Linked DNA regions of Mus musculus: all the other regions are linked to region 1. A link is a contact called in public HiChIP or PLAC-seq and promoter capture Hi-C data. All regions are on one chromosome and are shown on one strand. Each heading gives the region's core, a stretch centred on a gene start, on an enhancer-like site or on the middle of the called end of the contact. The rest is flanking DNA. Distances are from core to core; before and after follow the strand shown.

Region 1 (2,809 bases), core at 137-2,636:
GGCGCGGCGGCGGCGCTGGGGCGGCGGCTGCTGCTGCTGCTGTGGCGGCGGCGGCTGTGGCTGCTGCCTGCTGCTCCTCGCGGCGAAAAGCACAAAGCACAGCGCCCTCCGCCTGCAGGCAGCCCGCCCGCCCGCCCGCCGGCCCCGGCCTCAGCTCGCACACCCCCCGCCGCCGCAGCAGCCTCCGCCGCCGGAGCGGGGAGGAGGGAGAAGGGAGGAGGAGGAGCGGGAGGGGGGGCGGGAGAAGCGGGGCAGCGAGCGCGTCCTTCCCCGTAGAGCGCACACCGACCCCCGGGGAGCGAGCGCCAGCCCGCCCGCCTCGCCGGCTCCGCTCCCTCCCACAGCCTGCCCGGGCGGGCTCCGCGGGGGGCAGCTGGGAGGAGGGGCGGGCGCTGGGGGGACCCGGGCGGCCGAGGCGGAGGCAAGGAAGGAGGGGAGGGGGGTGGTGGTAGTGGCGGCGGCGGCTGCTGCTGTTGCTGCCGCCGGGGAAGGGGGGGGCCGGGACAGGGAAGACACGCAGCCGCCCGGATGGCGGCGGGGCTGCGAGCCGAGGCGGGCGAGCAAGCGGGCGGCTAAAGCGACCTCGCCAGCCCCGCGGGGGAACTAGCAGGCTTGGCCGGCGCGGGAGGAAGGGAGGGCCGAGGTGCGGCGGTGGAGAGGGTGGCCGGCGAGCCTCGCGGGTGCCGGCAACCCTGCTCTGGAGCTCTCTTCCAGGCTCTCCCAGCTTAAGCTCGGTTTCCCGGCCTAGTCCTCATCTGCTCCTCTCTCCCGCCTCCGGGAGCGGGCTAGCGACCACCCTGGTCCCCGGAGCGTGGCTACCGGCTTGGGACTCACGCTCCCGGATCGCGGTGCGAGGTTTCGGCGCCTACCTCTCGGTTCCCTTATGCTCCGCAGAACACCCGTGAAACTTAAAATATATATTCTTAGTCCCCTAAACAACAAAAACCTCTCCCGTCCCTCCTCACACCCGGGAATCGGCCAGGAGCTGCCGACCCCAGCGGAAGAGTCACTCTGGGAGCCGGTTCAATCCAGCCCGGCATGGCTATCCAGGCCTTCCCGGGCGCGTGGAGGACGGAGATTGGCGCCGCCAGAGAGCAACCCCTTTCCCCCGAAATCCGCGGCACCGAGGCTTACTTACCGAGCAAGTGGGTGCTAGTGAGGGCCGGGGGCGCCAGGCAGCACGGCAAGCGGAAGAGCCGAGCCGCAGCTCCGCAGCTGCCGGCGCCCGGGCAGCGAGTCTCCAGACAAAGCCCGAGATGGCGAAGCGGAGCGACGGCTAATGGCGAGCCCCACGCGCCGCGCTCCGCCCGCCCCGCTCCGCCCGCCCGCCCGCCCGCCTCGGCGCAGCGCAGCGCAGCGCCGCTCCGAGCGCTCGCCCGTCAGAGCCGCCTTGGCGCCGCCGCCTCCCGGGCCGCCCCGGCCTCGCCTGGCCCCTCCGCCTCCTCCGGGCGGCTCAGCCTCACCCCTTCCCTCCCACCGCTCGGGGGCTGCACGAAATTTTAAAAAAAGGAATAGTAAAAAAAAAAAAAAAAAATGTTTTTTGCTTTTTTTTTTTTTTCCAAGGCAGATGTTTTTCGACATTTAGCTCTTTTTTGGCTCCCAGCTCCCACTCACCTGCGGGGCCTCCGGCAGGGCTGGGGGCGGGGGTGCGCGGGGCTGGAGCCGCCGAGCGCGGGTTGAAAGCTAGCCAAGCTCTGCAGCGCCCGACCCGGGCGTGTACGCCGCCGCCAGTCCCCGCAGAGAAATCGTCCTCCTACCCCCGCCTCCATCGCTCTGCGTTTCTCTTCCAATCAGCCGGTCGCTTGGCGGCTCCTCCAGTCTCCGGCCAAGCCAGCTGCCTAGAGCGAGCTCCACTCCATCTGCTTGCCCGACTCCTCGCTCTCCTGTCGGGGCGGGCAAGGCAGCTTGAGGCCGGAGGGGGATCTGTGAGGGATCCTGCCTGCTCCCTCTCCCATTGCTCCATCCTTGCTGTCTCCTGCCTCCTCCTCTCCTGCGTTTTTCCAACTCTCCCCTGTCGCCACTGGTGTGTGTCTGTGTGCGCAGGTTTTCTCTCTCTCTCTTTTTTTTTTTTTTTTTATTGCTTTGCTTTTGCAACCCTGAAGCTAAAGCGGGATGGGGGCGAAGGGGAATGTTACAAAAAAGAAAAAGGGAAAAAAAAAAGCCTCCTAGGTTTGCAACGTATGAAAATACCCGGGAAGTACCCCGCCTCGTTTGGGTCTCGGTGCCCGGCGAGGGCCTTCCGGATTTCAGAGCCAGTCTTGGGTTGTTCTCGATGTCCCCCATCTTCACCGGCCGTATGATCCGAGGAGTTAAGAACAAAAAGTTCACCCCTGTGTCGTAGTAGGGTGTCAGTGGGAGTTGGGGAGGTTTTTCAAGAAGCAGCGGAACGGCCATCCCTTTACCCTGGGCTTCAGTAACTAGGCCGCGACCGGGGTAGGGGTTTAGAGCAAAATCCCAGCGCGTTTGTGCGAAAGAGCTGGAAGGGGGAAGTCGGAACCGGGAACGGAGCTTCGTGCGTCTCCCCCTCGGTCTCTGCTTCCAGTTGCCTGCAAGCTCCCCCTTTAATTTTTTTTTTTTCTCCTCCTTTCCTTTAATCTAATTTCTTCCAACTCCACCTTTGTTGTTACCGGCGTCACGCCTGGATCAGCCAATCCCCTTCTCGCAATCAGCTTGTCAAAAAGGCTTGGCCAGCCCTGAGAAAGCAGGCCGCGGGCGCTGTCCCCCCACCCCGGCGACGACGGGGAGCCCACAAGAGAGCTCCGCACCCCGGTTTAAGGCAGGATTTGAGCAGCCCGGCAACCACAGATCT
Region 2 (2,809 bases), core at 230-2,729, 950 kb after region 1:
AGCCTCCCAGTGATGGATTACAGGTGTGTGCCACCATGCCTAGTTTTCAAGATGTCTTAAGGGCGTCTGAAAAACTCATAAAGCTGGCATCCATCCAAAGGAATTGCCTTTGACATCACTTTAAATACAAGAGGAAATACACACATACATCATAAGCAAGTCAAGAGTCTTCAAAGCATCCTCTCACATTAACAGCAAAAAGATCACCCCAACCCCCCCCCCTTTCTCTATCAAAGTTAGGTTATGCTGTTCTTATTCAGGGATCTGGAGAACTCACCCTCACTCATGGCTCTGAGGCCACAGACGAGGCATATCATCCCTCACACCTGGTTCAGGTACTTCGCTTACCAACTGGACAACAGTCTATGCATCTGACCACACCTACCACTAAATGGGAAAGTTACTAAGCAAAACCCTGCAGAACTGAAGTTAGGAAACAATCCTCTAATCTTTCAGAGAGACTATGTTTCTAGATACTCGCCAGTGTTCCGAAGTCCACTGGTCATGGTGCCACTCCTCGTTCAGTTCATTCTTTTAGCGCCCTTAATCCAGTCATTAGTGTTCATTGTCTCCAATTAACAACAACAACAACAACAACAACATGTCATTAAGACACTGATATTTGAAACTTTTCTCCACTCATCCACTTGACAGCCCATGCACACCCCTATCCATCCTTTAGGGCTGTCAGCCATCTTTTAATCTCAACTGGGGGGTGGGGAGTGGAGGGGGGGAGGTCTGAAGTTAATGAACATGATGAGGTTCCAAAGCAGGTGGGAATCTCTGCCTCAGACAAATGTTTCTTTTCACTTGGTGACAGGTGGCTGAAAGTTGCCAGAGCCGGGAAGAGCTTCCAGGACGGGACTAGTACATATAAACAGATTCCAAAAGTTCCGAGTAGAACACAGAATTAGAGAAGGGTAAGGACCATCGAGGAGGGAGGACAGCACCATCAGCGACTAGCATTGCTCTACTGAGTGCCCAGAGCAGTGATCCTCTCAGAACAAGTGATCCCAAGCAGTTCAAAGGGAAAGGCTGCTCATGTCACTGCTAGGGCAGTGGAGCGATCACCTTCTCTTGGGGGACACTTAGGAGCCAGGTCTGCCAGTAGGGCGGCTGAACTCGATGGCACGGATGTTGGGGAAAGGGAAGCAGACAGTACCCGCGCGCGTTCCGGGCAAGCGTGTGACCCGTGGGTGCGCGGCCTGGAGGTTCTAGGCGAGCACGGCGTTTCGAGCGTGGCGCTGATGGCGCTGAGCGTGCGAGCGGGTTAGACCGTAGTCACCCGGCCACCCCTCCCAGCCATCCCTCGTGGACAGCCCGGCTGCAACCCAGTCCCCGCCTGGGAGGCGCCCCTTCCCCGCCCGCTCCCTCGGCGTCCCGCTTTAGGACTCGGGGTTCTGCCCAGTCACCTACCGGCGGAGCGCCGTTGTCCTCAAACAAGCGAGTGTGGCGCTTCGCTGGCCAGCGATCGCTCCGGGCCCCTGCTGCCCCTCCTCGACCACGCCCCCGTGCCTATCCCCGCCCCGGGCCACGCCTCCCCCCGTGGCTGCGACTTTGCTAGCTTCCCGCCTCCTTTCTTTGGCCGCACCGCGACCCTTGATCCCACCCATTCCTATAAGTTAGCCAATAAAACGCCTTGATCCGGTCGGCCTGCCGGCCACTCCTCAGCAGCGATTGGCTAGCGAGGCCTCCCCAAAATGGGCACTGTTTCCGGCCAGGGTATCCAGCGCCGAAGGCTGGGTGGATGGGCGGTCTGTAGGCGAAGGAGGCCAGGGTGTTGGTTGAACTACACATGCGCTCTCGCCTTCTGGCAAATCTTACGGGCTGCATTCTTTTTGAGGTTACGGGAAGGAAGGGCGACTGTACGCATGCGTGGGCATTCCCGGCTTCGGCTTTGGTTACCTTGGAGACGGCGGGGCGCTCTCGCTCTGAGGTCTTGGGTTTCTCTGCTTTCTGCTTGAGGGCGAGGCTGCTTCGTGGGGGCCTGGTGGGGCCAGAAACATTTTTATGGAGCACGTAGAGTGAGCCCGGTTCTGTAAAGTGTGTGGAGATGAGGTTGCTCTGCCTACCCTCGAGAAGTGTGGGGAGCCAAAGGCCTATGTAGGACAGACCGGGTGTTGAAACGCTCTAAGGGAGTGTGCAGATGTGGTACAGTCTCCTTCCACCCCGAGAAGCTTCATGGTGTGTGTGCTGAGCACGGGATCCATTCTAAACTACAGAGTCAGGAAGACTTGGTCTTTGAAAACGTGCTCTCTACAGTGCCCTTTTTATGGGGCCGGGAAAGAGTGTAGGGAATTTATGGATTTTTTTTTTCTTTTCTAACTTTGCTAATGGGCTTCCTACTGTACCACAAGCTTCTGTTTACTGGTAATAAGAAATTACAAATATGTGTTTTTTAAAAAAATGTTTCCAGAATAAAAGATGCGCTGCGACCTTAGAGACTCTGCAAGGAATCCTAACTGCAGATGCAGGGACTGGTGGTATGGTGGGAGTGGCAGCCATATTCTTGGCTGGTTTGAGAAATAAGGAACGGCCTGTCTGGAAAGGTTTGAGCCAGGGCCAGACCACTGTCTGCTTGTGACCACTTTGCAGACCTAGCTTCTTTCTGGAGACAAGTTCAAGCCGACATCTGTTGTTGGACACCGAGAAAGGCCATTCATTTAGACAATGTGGAAACCCCACAACCTGGCCTGCATTCAGGAGGCTGAGGCAGGAGGATGACAAGTTTGAAGCTAGTCTGAGCTGCATAGCCTGACTTCTATGTGGAAACAAAGCCAACTAGATGAGAACCTGAGAGACTCACCCC
Region 3 (2,809 bases), core at 206-2,705, 870 kb before region 1:
GGAGGCAGAGGCAGGCGGATTTCTGAGTCCGAGGCCAGCCTGGTCTACAAAGTGAGTTTCAGGGCAGCCAGGCCTATACAGAGAAACCCTGTCTCGAAAAAAAAAAAAAAAAAAAGCACTGACTTCTTTCAGAGGCTCTGAGTTCAAATCCCAGCAACCACATGGTGGCTCACAACTATCTGTAATTAGAATCTGATTCACAACTCTGGTGTGTTTCTGAGGACGGCTACTGAGTGCTCATATAAATAAAAGGGGGCTGGTGAGATGGCTCAGTGGGTAAGAGCACCCGACTGCTCTTCCAAAGGTCCAGAGTTCAAATCCCAGCAACCACATGGTGGCTCACAACCATCCTTAATGAGATCTGATGCCCTCTTCTGGTGTGTCTGAAGACAGCTACAGTGTACTTACATATAATAAATAATAAATAAATCTTAAAAAAAAAAAAATAAATAAAAAATAAATAAATAAATAAATAAAAGGGCTTTTTAGTTGGGCTGGTGAGATGGCTCAGTGGATAAAAGCACTGACTGCGCCAGACAGTGGTGGCTCAACGCCATTAATCCCAGCACTTGGGAGGCAGAGGCAGGCGAGTTTCGGAGTTCCAGGCCAGCCTGGTCTACAAGACAGCATGGTTACAGGACAGCCAAGGCTACACAGATAAAACCCCTGTCTCGGAAACAATAAAACCAACAAAAAGCACTGACTGCTCTTCCGAAGGTCCTGAGTACAATTCCCAGCAACCACGTGGTGACTCGAAACCATCTGCAATGTGATCTGACTCCCTGGTCTGGAGTGTCTGATGACAGCTACAGTGTACTTACACATAATAAATAAATCTTTTTTAAAAGAAAAAGGTTACCAATAGCCATGTGGATACTGGGAGTTGAACCTGGGTCCTCTGGTACTCAACAGCTGAACCCTTTATATTTTGGGTTTTGGAGGTAGGATTTCTCTGTGTACCTGTGGCTGCCCTGAAAAATCACTCTGTAGACTAGGCTTGACTGGTCACAGAGATCCACCTGCCTCTTTGAACGCTGGCATCAAAGATGTGCCGCCGCCACTTGACTCACAGGTTTTTTTTGTTTTGTTTTTTTTTTTTGGTTTTTTGGAGACAGTTTCTCTGCATAGCCCTGGCTGTCCTGGAACTCACTTTGTAGACCAGGTTGGCCTCGAACTCAGAAATCCGCCTGCCTCTGCCTCCAGGGTGACTCACAGTTCTTTAATCACAGCTTTTTGGAGGCAAAAGCAGACAGATCTCAAGGGTGTGAAGCCAGCTAGAGCTGCAGTACTGAGAGCCTGTCTGTCTGGAAGTCTTAAAAATCCTACCATGGTTTATGCTAGAACTGGCTGCCTGGGAAAGTCTTCCCTTTGCGGTCCCAGGAGCACATGCCTGACTGGGTAGTTAGATTTGATGACTTGGAAGGCTCCGCCCAAGGGTGGGGCTGTATGCTCAGAAGCAGAATTCACAGAAATGAAAGTGGAAGTGAGGCCGGCAAGCAAGCAACAGCAGTGGAAGTGTGTTTCAGACGCTGCTGGAGGCTGAGGAGACCAGAGCCACCTCTGAGGGGTCAAAGAGTTTAGTCCTTCAGAACTCTTCACTGCCAACCCTGCTCTGAAGCCCCAGCTTCTGCCAGACGTGAGAGCCATGTCTGTGACCCTGCAAACTGTAAGTACGGGAGCAGGGGAGCATTTGTCGCATGTGGGGAGGGGCGGGAACACAGTGTTCTAGGCTTAGACCTGCTCGGCTCAAGCCTGCTAAGGGTGGAAGAGAAGTAGAGCGCTTAGGGTACCTTGGTCTGTGGATCTTGTCATTTACCTATTGTCAAAACCAGGACTCTGACACCTAAAGTAAGGACCTTGATCATTCTTTTTGGTTTTTCGAGACGGGGTTTCTCTGTTTAGCCCTGGCTGTCCTGGAACTCACTCTGGAGACCAGGCTGGCCTCGAACTCAGAAATCTGCCTGCCTGTGCCTCCCAAGTGCTGGGATTAAAGGTGTGCGCCACCACTGCCCGGCCTTGATCTTTCTTTATGTGGATGTATGCTTCAGGGTTGTAGAGAGCTGTAAGCATCAAAGGTTTCTGGCTATTCTAAACAGCAAAGGGAATACTCTGAGGTACTTCCCAGCCAAAAACTCCTCCCCTCAGAATGCCATGTCAACCTGACCATTGGTCCTCTCTGGGACAGGTGGTCTTTCTAAGTGCCTCTGACTGAGGCCACCTCAGATAGGCTAGGTTGAGCTGTGAAGTCTGCCTGCCAACAGCCAGTGAGGCCTCAGGAGGAAGCACAGTGGGCAGCCACCTTCGAGGAGGGATCCAATGCAGCTTGTCCTCAGCAGCTCTGCCTCCCCTTGTTAGTCTTCTGGCACGGAAAACTTCCATTTATCTCCCAGATACAATAAAAAAAGGGAGCGATTTGGAGCCAAATAAGGAAAAAGCAATATTGAAGAGCCAACCTGCCTGGTTTCAGATCCTAGTTTCTTCAGACATGTTGCACTGGACCAAACATTAGCTTTTCTAAAGTTGACAGTCTAATCCCTTCACTTACTATGTAGGGATATTACACTTCTTCACAAAGATACCTAGAGGGAAGGCTAGAGAGCTAGCTCAGTCTATAAACTGCTTACCTTAAGAGTATGAGAAGAGGGGCTGGAGAGATGGCTCAGTGGTTAAGAGCACTAAATGCTCTTCCAGAGGTCCTGAGTTCAATTCCCAGCAACCACATGTAATGGGATCCGATGCCCTCTTCTGATGTGCCTGAGAAAAGCAACAGTGTACTCACATACATAAAATAAACAAATCTTTAAAAAAA
Region 4 (2,809 bases), core at 188-2,687, 810 kb after region 1:
GTTTTTGAAGTACCCGAAATGGGCCACTCCGTTTCTATTACTGGACTGTAGTGACTGAAATTATTTTCTTTCCCCCAACCCTTCAAAGGGCATAACCCCATCCCTTTGGCGTGAAATTTTGAAGTGGGGCGACACACTTCAGGAGTTTCCAAAAGCGGATGCTGACGTTCGAGGTCAGGCCATTGGGAGAGTCGGGGCTCGATGGGAGAAATCTTGAGGGCAAGAGAGCTCAGAAATTTCCAAGCGCTAAGCTCGAGCTTTCCACGTGCCCAGATCTAGTTGGTCCCAGGGGGAGTTGGTGGCTGTTATAGAAGTTAGAGGGTTGTTGCTTTTCGCAGCCCTGAGAAGTGGGATGGACACGGTGTATGGGGGTGGGGAGGCGGGTGCAATCCGGCCGGGCAACCTCGGAGCCTCCAGCTCACTAGCACTGCTCAGGGCATGCGGCCAGAGTTGCAACCTCGGCCCGTCCCTGCGAGCCAGGGTCTCCAACTGGCGTCGCGCCCACCTCGTCCTTCAGATGGGGGTCCGGCTACGCCGGGCCTGGCCGCCATACCCGGGATGAATGGGGGTGACGAGAGGCCTTGGGCAGACCTCGGCCTCAGGATCACGTCCCGGTGGAAGCACAGCAGAGGGGAAGCCGTCTTACTGGCCTCTCCTCTGCTGGGATCCCGGGAAATACGCGGTAATTACCCCAAAAGGCCGCTCTCAAAGGCGAGGCGGAGAGGCTGCCGGGACGGTTTGAGGACTGGGCTCGGCCGGGGAGACGCCAACCTTCACCCTTCCCAGCCCCCGACCCAACTCCCCGCCGTCTCCCGGCGCCGCCACTTCAGGCAGCCCACTCGGCCCGGCCTCTCCCCGCGCCCGGACCACCCCCCATGGGGTGCTCTCACTGCGCAGCGAGTCCCTCCGCTGCCTCCTCCCAGCCCAAAATGGCGGCGGCGGCGGCGGCCCCCGAGCTGCTCGTCGCCTTCCTCAAGGCTAGGGAATCCCTCCGCGCGCAAGCCCCGCCCCCGCGACCGGATCTCTATTTCTCCCTGGTAAAGCCTAACGCCATCAATGAACTCTTTAATTGAGCTCTGACAGGGCGGGTCCAGTTGTGCTTCCGCACAGCTAGTTGTTGACAAAAGTCGGGAGACTGGCAGACAAGCGACCCAATCAAAGAAGAGATCGGTGAGCGCGGGACGTTCACGCAAAGGCAAATAGGTTTTTTTTTTTTTTTTTTTTTTTTTTTTTTTTTTTTTTTTTTTTTTTGGCGTTCCTGGGCATGGTTGTTGACGTAATGGGAGCTTGAAAGTATCCTGGGCAGCTTTCCTAGGGTGGAAGAACTACAACCCCCAGCAGCCATTGCGCTGCCAGGCTGTCCTCTTCGCCCCTCCACCTCCCCCCCCCCCCATCTTAGGGCTTTAGCGGCTTGGCCAGAGCTGCTGCTACTGCAGCAAGAGATAGGGCAGAGGCGTTGAGACTCTCATGGACAGGCGGTCGCACAGAAAGACACACAGAGGTAGTGGTGTACACTAAGCCCTTGACAGCAAATAGGTCAGTCCCACCTTCGTTAAATCTCCCTGCCAGGACTTTTCCCTCCTCCAAGAACTCCATTTTTACTCCCATTGAATTTTTTTTCTTCTTCTTTCTGTCAGCTGCATGTAGTTTGAAGACTTCTTCCCTTTAGCTCCCCGTTCCTTGAGACAGGAGAGAAGCCGTCCAGGCCCTGTAGACAAAAAGACTTCAACCATAGGCTCTGACCAGGTCCCAACCTAGAGAGATTGAAGGTGGTCAAGATAGGGGCTTCCAGGAGCTACAGACCCACCCTCTCCACAGCATCCCCCAAGCAGTGTCCTTTCTGGGTGACAGAGCTCAGGCCTACCCTCCTAACTGCCAGCCTGTCTTTACTTATTAGGAGAGCAGAGGCCCAGGGCCTCTGCTCTCCCACTTGGTCCCTTGCTGGCTAGCAATGTGAAGACTAGAGTATGGAAACAGCCTTCCGAGTCTTCACTTGAAAGTGAAGGCCATGCAGGTCTGGGGCCACAAAATGGCTGCTGCTGCTGTGACAAAACAATTCCTGACCAACCAGCTTCTGCCTAAGGACTTAGGTTTCTGTTGTTGTTCAAAGCAGGTGACAGTAGTTAAAGACATCATCTGCTGCAAGAGTAGGAGAAGATGGCCACTGTGAACCATACCAACTGCAACACAGCGTCACCAGCTGCTCTGGAGGAGGCCAAGGTAAGTACCCACCCTCCCAGCCACCTGAAAGCCCTAAACGTGGGGTCAGATAGCTGAAATCCTAGGGCTTTTGTTGTTTTGTCTTGTTGGTTGGTTGGTAGATTTAGAAAACCAGTATTTTATTTTATTTTCGTTTGTTTGAGACCTTGAGGGGGGAGGTGGGGGGGGGTGTCTTTCTGTGTATCCCCAGCTGGCCTCGAACTTGCAACAACGTTCTTCTTCAGCCTTCCAAGGGCTAAAATTACAGCCTGCACCACCACACCCAGCTAGAAAGCCAGTGTTTTAAATGAGTCTGTACTGTGCTCTGGGAAGTAGGCCAGAATGTGATTCAATGATGGCTCATGAATTCCTAAAAGCCCTTCAAGGTAGATGTTATTTCCAGTGGACAGAAGCTGAGGTTGGAGAGCTGCACTACCTTTTCCAGAATCAGGCAGCCTGTGAGGAACAAAATTCCACCTTACATTTAGGGTCTTCTGATAACAGTACCTTGTCTCTCAATGACAAGTGACCTCAAGGACAAATAACTTGGTTAGAGATTTTGCACTTAAAAAAAAATTTATTTTTTCCGGGCTGAGAACCAAGAATGAGT
Region 5 (2,809 bases), core at 198-2,697, 800 kb after region 1:
AAGAATGGCTCACTGGGTACTCAGGCAAAGGGAGAAGTGGCAATTACGCCAAGGGGATTAAAGGGAGTTTTTCGGGTCCTTCTAGTAGGGGAAAAGAATGTGAATCCCTTTTAAGGGGGAGTAGAACCCCCACTTCACCCCCAATGTACCCTACGGCCCTGGGTCAAGCACACCCATTTCAGGGAAGGCCTTCAGCTTTCCTTCTCGAAGCCTTCCCCCCAACACACACACACACCTCATCTCTGTGGATGACACCCCCTTTTTTCGGGAACGCATAGATTTTTGGGTTCCTCCCCAACACAGACTTCGCATCAATTGGCCCAATCTCTCCAGAGTATCCTGGCTAGGGAAAGGTTTGCGGTATCGGAAGCGAAGAGGCCAAGTCGACCCCGGGAGGCCATTTTCTTCGGCAGAAGCCGAGGTTCGGGGCGAGTCCTTCCTCCTCACCACGCGCTTCCCATCCGGGCTCAGGCGGAGAGCTCGGCCGCGGAGGACCACTTTGCTTTCACCTCTGGTGCGGAGATAGCTCTTGGCCTGGGTGGCTGCTCTCACCTAAGGGCCTCCAGGATAGCCTGAGGACCGACGTCACTCAGGACTCGAACCCGCCCTCTCAGTTCCTGAGGCCTAGTCTGAAGCTGATGCTCGGCAGGCCACCACACTGTCCCTTTAAGGCGGCACTTCTTAATTCATTTGTTTACTTCTTCATGCGCTTTTCGTCTTTTTAATAAATAGTTGTCCAAAATATCCTTCCGCTTATCTCTCTCCAAGAAACCCATCACCTACCTCAGAGACATTATTGTAATTTTAAGAATCCAATGTCAGTAATCACGACTAACAGCTCTCTTTATAGAATTTAATCCTCTTTTACACTTTAGGGACTACTTTTTAGGGACAGACCATTTTTGCATAAGTTGAAAACGGTTTATGGCCATCAGAACCTTTCCGCTGAGAACAGAATATGACAGTAGATTTTCAAACGCACCTTTTAATAAAAATATTCTGTATAAGCTCCCAAAGGTCATGGAATCTTCTTGTATTCCTGAAGCACAATGGTATGGTCCAGAACCCGCCCCATCTCCTCTGTAATTGGTCTTCCTTCCTCGGAGAGACGAATAACTCTTGCCCAATGACTGCTCACGTTTCTTCAGCGAGAGCTAAGCGATGGAAGAAGGCGGCCTGGGAGACGCCCCCTACGCATTCTATGATTGGCTACGTTGCACGGCGCGCGAGGACGGCGGGCCCGAAAGAAGGGAACTACGACTCCCGGCTGCCCCACACCTGGACTCCGTTACGCATGCGCATGGGCGGGGCTTACAAGCTTCTATATATAAGAGGCGCCGAGGGCTTGGAGACAGCAGTTGGAAGTTGGCAGGTGGAAAGTCAGGTTGGGAGGGGAAGCCGGAGGAGGAGGCGGAAGAAGAGCTGTCTGAAGGGGGAGGGAGGGAGGGAGGAAAAGAGGAGGAGGCGGAGGAGAACTGAGCGGAGCATCGAGCCAGAGGGGAGATGAGTTTGTCTGTCCTCGGCTAAGGCTCCGGCCCGGCCTGAGGAACTGGGAGCTCGGGTTGGAGCGACACCCGTGGAAGTGGGAGGTGGCGGCTCTGGGACTTTAACCCCTTGTGGGCTCTGCGGCAGGGGATTTAACCCTTTGTGGATTCGGCCCCTCCGAGGCAGCGTCATCGGGTAGTTTTAACCCTTTCGGGTTGGGTTTAACCCATTGGACTTAAACCTCCTCTCCTTGCGCACCAACTCCTCGTCTGTGGGAGCACTCGGCGGGGAGGCGTGAAGCCCACCCCTCTGCATATTTGCATACGGTGCCTGCTGCTGAACCCCCGGACCTGCTAGTTGGCCACGCTTGTGTGCGCTTAACCCTTTATTGACTGGACTCCAAGTTGCGATTGGAGTTTGCTGACAGGACGGACGGAAGGCGTCACTGCAGAAATTACTGACCGAAGAGGACTTTGTTGGACATATTTTGAAAAGAAAGAAAAACCTCTTTCCTTAAGCCAGAATTTCTCAAACTTCCAGAAGAGAACTCTACTAAGCCATGGCCGAGCCACTCTTGACAGAACATCAACACCAGCCTCAAACTAGCAACTGTACAGGTGCTGCTGTTGTCCATGAAGAGCATACCTCTGAGCGCCCCCCAAGCGCGGAGGAACGGGTGCCCAAGGAGGACAGTAGGTGGCAATCGAGAGCGTCCTTGCAGTCCGGTAGCCGTCCAGGGCAGGAGGGAGAAGGGGGCCTGAAGCACCAGCTGCCCCCATTGCAGACGAATGCCTGTCCAGAATTGAGCTCCCTGGAGAAGGGCGAGAAGGGCCAGAATGGGGAGGACTTATCCACTGGCGGTGCCTCCCCGTCGGCGGAGGGAGAGCCGATGTCAGAGTCCCTCGTGCAGCCAGGTCATGACTCGGAGGCCACCAAGCAGGAGGCTCCTGCCGCCGGAGGCGAGGAGCCATGGGGACAGCAACAGAGACAGCTGGGCAAGAAAAAACATCGGAGACGCCCCTCAAAGAAGAAGCGGCATTGGAAGCCCTACTACAAGCTGACTTGGGAGGAGAAGAAAAAGTTCGACGAGAAGCAGAGCCTGCGAGCTTCGCGGGTTCGAGCCGAGATGTTCGCCAAGGGCCAGCCAGTTGCGCCCTATAACACCACGCAGTTCCTCATGGATGACCACGATCAGGAGGAGCCTGATCTCAAAACCGGCCTTTACCCCAAGCGGGCAGCCGCCAAATCCGACGACACCAGCGATGAGGATTTTGTGGAAGAAGCTGGTGAGGAAGACGGAGGCAGCGATGGCATGGGAGGGGAC
Region 6 (2,809 bases), core at 84-2,583, 770 kb before region 1:
AGGCTCTCTTTAAACACGTCTTCTCTGCCAACAGCATTCATTACTATTGCCATTCCCTTATGTACTTCCCTTCTAGAACCTTCTGTGAAATGTACTCGGGTCTAGTTCTTCAGGAGTTTCCCTCCACAAACTCCGTTTTTCCCCCCTCTTCCCTGCCACACTTCTGCCCGCCTTTCCTCTCATCCTTTAGCCCGCATCCGTATACAACCTTCAAGATACGATTACAGCCAGAACTCCCCCTCGTAGATCCTTTGCCCTCTTCCTCACAGCTGCCCCCGGGAATGCACAAACTGCACCCTTCCCAAGAGTCCTGTTTGAAAACGTCTGGGACCCTTTGGTTCCGCCCCAGGTACTTTCCTAATCAGTAAACACCCGTCTCCACCAGCAGCTTCCTGCCTTTCATATGAGTATTCCGGGGTACCCTTTCTGTTCCTCAGGGCTGTCTCACCTTTTCTCCGAGAAAAAAGATCCGTACTTCCAAGCGCCGAGGACGGAGAAGCCCCAAGAGAGGTGCTGGATCCTCTGGCTGCACGGGCAGCGGCCGCGCAGCCGCAATTACAATCTATCTAAAATTCCCGCGCTCTCCGTCGCCAAGGAAACCGGCCGCTTGGCGCCTAGCGCTAGCCTTTCGGAACACAAGATCCAGACACGTCAGCGGAAGGGAAGGGAGGAGCGAGTTGGGGGGGGGGGGTGCTGAAACTGTTTCTGGGTTTGCGATTGGCTACCTAGTCTTTTTTTTTCCTGTATGTCGTCACTAGAAAGAGACGGAAGAGAAAGAATTTCGAGGTTTCTCTTAGGCAGCCCCTTCGCATCTACGCCTGCTTATTACGTCACAGTAGTTCTGTACAAAGGGTGGGAATCGCTCCCTGAGGCCGGAATATGAGCGCAAGGTAGTGCCCAAAGCAGTTGCAAAACGAGGTCTCATCCCTCCCTCAGCCTTCCTGCCATGGAAGTCTCCAGTTTCGGTAAATAAGAGACTTGTGTAAGAAGAACTACCAATTCCAGCATGCATTGCGGAACGAAAGGCCTTCTCCACAGCATCTCTTGGAAAGTGTAGTCTTACGGGAAAAGAGCTTCTCACACCGGAAGCAGGCACGAGTACCACAGGAACCCAGTCGGTACAGCGGAGACCTCCTCGCAGTTATGCGTCTTAGCTGCTATGAATCGCAGCGTTCTGTGTTCGTGTTTTGTGCACAGAAAATAGACTAAAAGGAGCTGTGGGTTCCAGGAAGACTACAATTCCCGTCCAGCCCCGCGATTCTCGGGTAACTAGTCCGCCAATGTCAGTGACCTGGGAAAAGCAGAGGGTGGCCAATCGGCTTGGGAAAGGGAAATCCAACCAGCTGACTTCTGCGCGCTAGTTCCGCCCCTCGGCCTGGGTGTTTGTTATTGTTATGCGGTTCAGAGAGCTTCTGTCCCTCCCTTGCCAACGCAGCACTGACCAATCGGTAGAGAGGTTATTTTGAGGGGCAGATAGAAAGAGCCAATCATCTTGTGGAAAACTCCGGGAAACATGGGACTAGGCCCGGTCTCTGTCCGCCATGTTAGATTCACCCCGCAGGGATAGCAGGCGAGCTGGCCGCGAACGGTCCTTGCACTGGCCACTGGCAAGCGCCCCCCGTGGGCGGAAAGCTGGTAAGGAAGCTACCACTGTTACCTAGAAGTAGGGGCACGCCGTTCTTAGAGTGCTCGGGGAAGTTCAAGGGGAAAATCTTGCAAAGAGGAGTGACTTTCCGTGTTCAGGGGCAGCCAGTCTTTTCAGTGACCAGATGAGGGAGTCGCTTGGGTTGTCATCGATAGTGGGGGGTGGATACTGCCTGAGGGAGACAGTTCATGGCTTAGAAGGGCCAGTTTCTGCTAAGAAAAGGTCTCGATCCCCCCCAGAACATAAAGAGGGCTTCGATGGTGGTGACACTCACTGTCCTGGGGACATGGAGTTCCGGGAAACCATTACTGGAAGACTGGGATTAAGTCTGCGACAAGAAAGGACATACATCTTCCTCATTCTGTCCCTTTCCTATTTTTAAGGCTCTATTGAAGGAAGATATCTTGAGCTAGGACCTTCCAAATTAGAAAGGCATCGTTTTTCCCGTTATGTCAAACACCCACCTTTCAGATGACACATTTTAAAACTCAGGTTGCTTGTGCCAGCTTCTGGTATAGAAAATGAAGTTCAGATTCCCAAATTGGCTTTATTAAAATTATTTGTCGGGGTTGAAAAATAATCACGTGAGGAAAAGCTGACTTAGCCACATGAACGTGAGTCAATAGGTATGAGTTTACAGTGCCATTTAGGAAAGTGCAGGCTTAGGCCCAGCTACCTGACTGCTGGAGGTAAACCTTCAGGTATAGATGTGGTTAACTGTACTTTTGATATTTTCACAAGTTCAAGATGATTGCTCTGGCTGAAAGAATTTTCACACGTAAGCCCTTTATGAAGACCTGTATATTGGCCAGCTAAACTAGAACCGCCTACTTCCTGTTTTCTCCCATGGGCAGAACAGCTGGTTGCTCCAAAGTATGGAAACTAATTCCCACTTGTGTAATTTCAGAACGGGGAAGAATAGTTTCCTTCCAGACAGAAAAGAGTGGAAGAGTATTTCTTGAAGTTGGAAAGTGTGTTTCACAATTTTTACATTTTGGTCACTTTGTTTTTCTGGTTTAAAGAAAAAACAAACAAACCAACCAACTTGAACGTGCTGGGGAGTTGCTGGGGAGTTGATGAGCCAGCGTCTGCCTAAATTTTACAGCTCCTAAGAAGGAAGAATTGCATTTCAGGTAAATGCATGCTGGTTGTCAGCAGGGTGGG
Region 7 (2,809 bases), core at 81-2,580, 710 kb after region 1:
GAGGGACAGAAGCATTTAGGCAATTCTAAGATAGATGCTGCATTTACCTGGCTATAACTGATTCGTCCTTGGAAGTTGCCTGGATCCAACAGTGTGACTGGTGTGACGGTGAAGCCTTACAGAGGGCACAGAGTAGGTAGATACAGATTTATAGACAGATTTTGCCGCCTACAAACAATGTACCAACTTTTCTGGAACAGTCTTTTCATCTGTGAAAAAGGAATAATAATGGCATAACACATTCTAAGCTTGTTAAAATTATAGGAATTCAGGTACAAAAAGTCTTACGCCAGAGCCTGGCGTGTAAGTGCTCATTAAAGTCTTGTGTTGGGAGTAGGGGAGCTCGTGAGGCCTCAACCCCAGACTAAGAACTACAGGCAATTAAGGAAGGCTAAAAATGGGGGAGGAAATAGTTCTTCCCAGGCACACCAGCCCTGAAATCATTTGCATACAACATTATGCTTACTGAACGGGCTATATTTATATATTTAGGAAAACACACACACACCCATATGTAACAACAACTAAAGAAAAAGAGGCCATGAATTTGAGAGCAAGGTGGGGTGTATATGGGAGGGGTTAGAGGAAGGAAAGGGGAAGTGGGGAAATGGTGTAATTATCATAATCTTAAAAAAAAAGACTTGTTATGGAAGGCTCTAGAGGAGAATCAAAGGGAAATGTGAAGAAGAGCGCAGTGCAAAATTAGAAGCCAAGAAATGGTAAGCCTCCCCTGCAAGCAATCAAGTCTTTGGCTCGGGGGCAGTGTTCCACACACCTCAATGCACTGCCTCTCGGTTTTAGATTTCCAAAGACCCAGGTCTCCCTAAAGGCTGGAGTAGGGAAGGCAGCCGAGAGCAAACCTATAGGAAAGTCCTCTGTAAGGGCATTTGAGCTCCTGGAGAATCGCAGCCATGAACCTCAGTGTCTTTCACTTACCCAGGAATGGTAACGGTCCTTAACGTTAGCCGATAACGGCTCATCTGTGGCCTGTTGATTACCAAGGGCGGCCTGAAAACCTTGGACTTTGCAAGCCCTTTACTTGCGAAACTCTAATTCAACATGGAACTGCAACTCCCAGCGTGCCCCGCGACCACCCTATAAGGCGTACAGCGCCCTTCGTCTCAGAGGGCGGCCGAACCTAGGGGCTTCCGGAATTGCTGCCCGCTCCTCCCAAGGCAGCGTCCCTTCATGATTTCTGGGTTTTGTAGTCCACATCGGTACAGTTTTTTGAAAACAAGCCACCCTTAGTGGCAGATTTCTTCACACAAACTACAAAACCCAGAATACAGCGCGTACTTCCTCTGTCCAATAGGAGCCCTCCATGTAGCGGGGCGCGGAGTCCGGCTCTCGCAACCCAAGATGGCGGATGAGAGTGAGACAGCAGTGAAGCTGCCGGCACCTTCGTTGCCACTGATGATGGAAGGGAATGGAAACGGCCATGAGCACTGCAGCGATTGCGAGAACGAGGAGGACAACAGCCACAACAGGAGGTAACGAGATCATCGTAGCCCAATTCCTGTCCGGTCTCCCACAAGCTGGGTATCTGGGGTGCGGGGAAGTCACCGGGAGCTTAGTCTAACCCCACCCCCATGTTCTTATTGGCTAAGCCATTGAGATCCTACCTAGCGATTGGTTTTTGTCTTTGTCACTTACCAGGATGGGTGCTCAGATATTAAGGGTCGGAGACATGCAATACTTTTATTATATAAAAGTTCTGTTTAGTGTACCACTCCCTTGCTTTAGGCACGATGGGGGAAAAGAACATTTTGAACGGTAGATTTCAGTAGTACAATGCAGAGCAATCTAGAAGCTGCGGTTCAGAAGGAACGTTACTTATAAAGGTGTATGAGAAACGTGACTAGCCATAAACTAATAATAAAACATTTCGTTGTAGTTCACGCTCAATGAGGAAATTCACTAGGCTATACAAGCCATGCATATAATTATGTTGTAAAATATAACTGCCAGACAAGTCCGAAATATAAACTCACTATGATCCTATGTTATTAGTGATGTGATGTTTTGATTTATTCAGTGTCTGTTGCCTCAAATAATCGGTGAAGAGTCAATTTCATTGTACCTTCACTTTGTTAATTTAGTGAAGGGCCTCAAAGCTTCAATAAACTGATGTTGCTTCTTGGAGAACATGTGGTATTTGTGGGGTACTACTGCACGTCTTGTACTTTAGGGTCTCCCTGGGGTTTTTTGTTCGTTATGTTTTGCCTTTTTAGACAGGTTCTACTGTGTAGCTATGGCTGGCCTGGGGCATACAATGTAGAACAGATTGACTCCAAACTTGGGGTGATGTTCTTGTCTCTCGGGTATGGGGATTAGTACTGTTACAGGTCACTGTGTAGGTCAGGGTCTTACTATAAGTAATTTCAGTCTTTTGTTAGTAGAGAAGAAGAAATGGGCCAGATATTTGAGAATTTGTATTTGTCTTTGTTTTTCCAATCAGTACATCAGTAAGCCAGTCACGAAAAATGATGTATTTAAGTTCATATTATTTTCCTGCTGCTCTAACGCCCCCACCCAATATGTATGTATGTATGTATGTATGTATACATATGTATATTTTTGTGTAGAGACTTGTGGGTGTGTGATTGAGTGGTTGTTTGTTGTTGTTGTTGTTTTTTGTTTTTGTTTTGTTTTGTTTTGTTTTTTGAGACAGGGTTTCTCTGTGTAGCCCTGGCTGTCTTGTAGACCAGGCTGGCTTCGAACTCAGAGATCCACCTGACTCTGCCTCCCAAGTGCTGAGATTAAAGGCGTGTGCCACCACTGCCTGGTGGTAGTTTGGTTTTTATAGCCA

Evidence for each region. Promoter capture Hi-C pulls out the DNA fragments that hold promoters and counts their contacts. HiChIP or PLAC-seq counts read pairs in DNA pulled down with a chosen protein or histone mark.
Region 2: a contact with region 1 is called in a promoter capture Hi-C map of liver, with 2.2 times the contacts expected there. The contact joins the promoter of Map3k14 here to the promoter of Ubtf in region 1. A contact is called at or near these places in 2 of 39 promoter capture datasets (liver and pre-B cells), 2 of 484 Hi-C or Micro-C datasets (CD4 T cells and CD8 T cells) and 1 of 115 datasets of contacts at active chromatin or transcription factors (pancreatic cancer cells).
Region 3: a promoter capture Hi-C map of embryonic stem cells shows a contact between it and region 1, with 4 times the contacts expected there. The contact joins the promoter of Ifi35 here to the promoter of Ubtf in region 1. A contact is called at or near these places in 1 of 39 promoter capture datasets (embryonic stem cells), 1 of 115 datasets of contacts at active chromatin or transcription factors (bone marrow-derived macrophages) and 1 of 9 other capture datasets (liver).
Region 4: a contact with region 1 is called in an H3K4me3 HiChIP or PLAC-seq map of bone marrow-derived macrophages, with 6 times the contacts expected there. The contact joins the promoter of Hexim2 here to the promoter of Ubtf in region 1. A contact is called at or near these places in 2 of 39 promoter capture datasets (erythroid cells and liver), 2 of 484 Hi-C or Micro-C datasets (both in embryonic stem cells) and 2 of 115 datasets of contacts at active chromatin or transcription factors (bone marrow-derived macrophages and pancreatic cancer cells).
Region 5: a contact with region 1 is called in a promoter capture Hi-C map of embryonic stem cells. The contact joins the promoter of Hexim1 here to the promoter of Ubtf in region 1. A contact is called at or near these places in 4 of 39 promoter capture datasets (cranial neural crest, embryonic stem cells, erythroid cells and 1 more) and 1 of 484 Hi-C or Micro-C datasets (embryonic stem cells).
Region 6: an H3K4me3 HiChIP or PLAC-seq map of bone marrow-derived macrophages shows a contact between it and region 1, with 4 times the contacts expected there. The contact joins the promoter of Nbr1 here to the promoter of Ubtf in region 1. A contact is called at or near these places in 2 of 115 datasets of contacts at active chromatin or transcription factors (bone marrow-derived macrophages and pancreatic cancer cells) and 1 of 9 other capture datasets (adipose tissue).
Region 7: a FOXA1 HiChIP or PLAC-seq map of pancreatic cancer cells shows a contact between it and region 1. The contact joins the promoter of Nmt1 here to the promoter of Ubtf in region 1. A contact is called at or near these places in 1 of 39 promoter capture datasets (hippocampal neurons), 1 of 115 datasets of contacts at active chromatin or transcription factors (pancreatic cancer cells) and 1 of 9 other capture datasets (adipose tissue).

The regions. Positions count from the first base shown.
Region 1 is chr11:102,317,710-102,320,518 of GRCm38.p6, forward strand. It overlaps Ubtf (upstream binding transcription factor, RNA polymerase I), which reads right to left and starts at 1,387. Exons shown (of 21, transcript NM_011551.7): 1 at 1,139-1,387.
Region 2 is chr11:103,265,922-103,268,730 of GRCm38.p6, forward strand. It overlaps Map3k14 (mitogen-activated protein kinase kinase kinase 14), which reads right to left and starts at 1,480. Exons shown (of 16, transcript NM_016896.3): 1 at 1,417-1,480.
Region 3 is chr11:101,446,957-101,449,765 of GRCm38.p6, forward strand. It overlaps Ifi35 (interferon-induced protein 35), which reads left to right and starts at 1,456. Exons shown (of 7, transcript NM_027320.4): 1 at 1,456-1,666. The coding sequence starts at 1,646.
Region 4 is chr11:103,131,922-103,134,730 of GRCm38.p6, forward strand. It overlaps Hexim2 (hexamethylene bis-acetamide inducible 2), which reads left to right and starts at 1,438. Exons shown (of 3, transcript NM_027658.2): 1 at 1,438-1,536; 2 at 2,114-2,220. The coding sequence starts at 2,158.
Region 5 is chr11:103,114,878-103,117,686 of GRCm38.p6, forward strand. It overlaps Hexim1 (hexamethylene bis-acetamide inducible 1), which reads left to right and starts at 1,448. Exons shown (of 1, transcript NM_138753.2): 1 at 1,448-2,809. The coding sequence starts at 2,045.
Region 6 is chr11:101,551,321-101,554,129 of GRCm38.p6, forward strand. Nbr1 (NBR1, autophagy cargo receptor) reads left to right here and starts at 1,334. Exons shown (of 24, transcript NM_008676.3): 1 at 1,334-1,635; 2 at 2,668-2,778. It overlaps Brca1 (breast cancer 1, early onset), which reads right to left and starts at 635. Exons shown (of 23, transcript NM_009764.3): 1 at 449-635.
Region 7 is chr11:103,027,213-103,030,021 of GRCm38.p6, forward strand. It overlaps Nmt1 (N-myristoyltransferase 1), which reads left to right and starts at 1,331. Exons shown (of 12, transcript NM_008707.4): 1 at 1,331-1,490. The coding sequence starts at 1,360. It also overlaps a transcript of Dcakd not described here.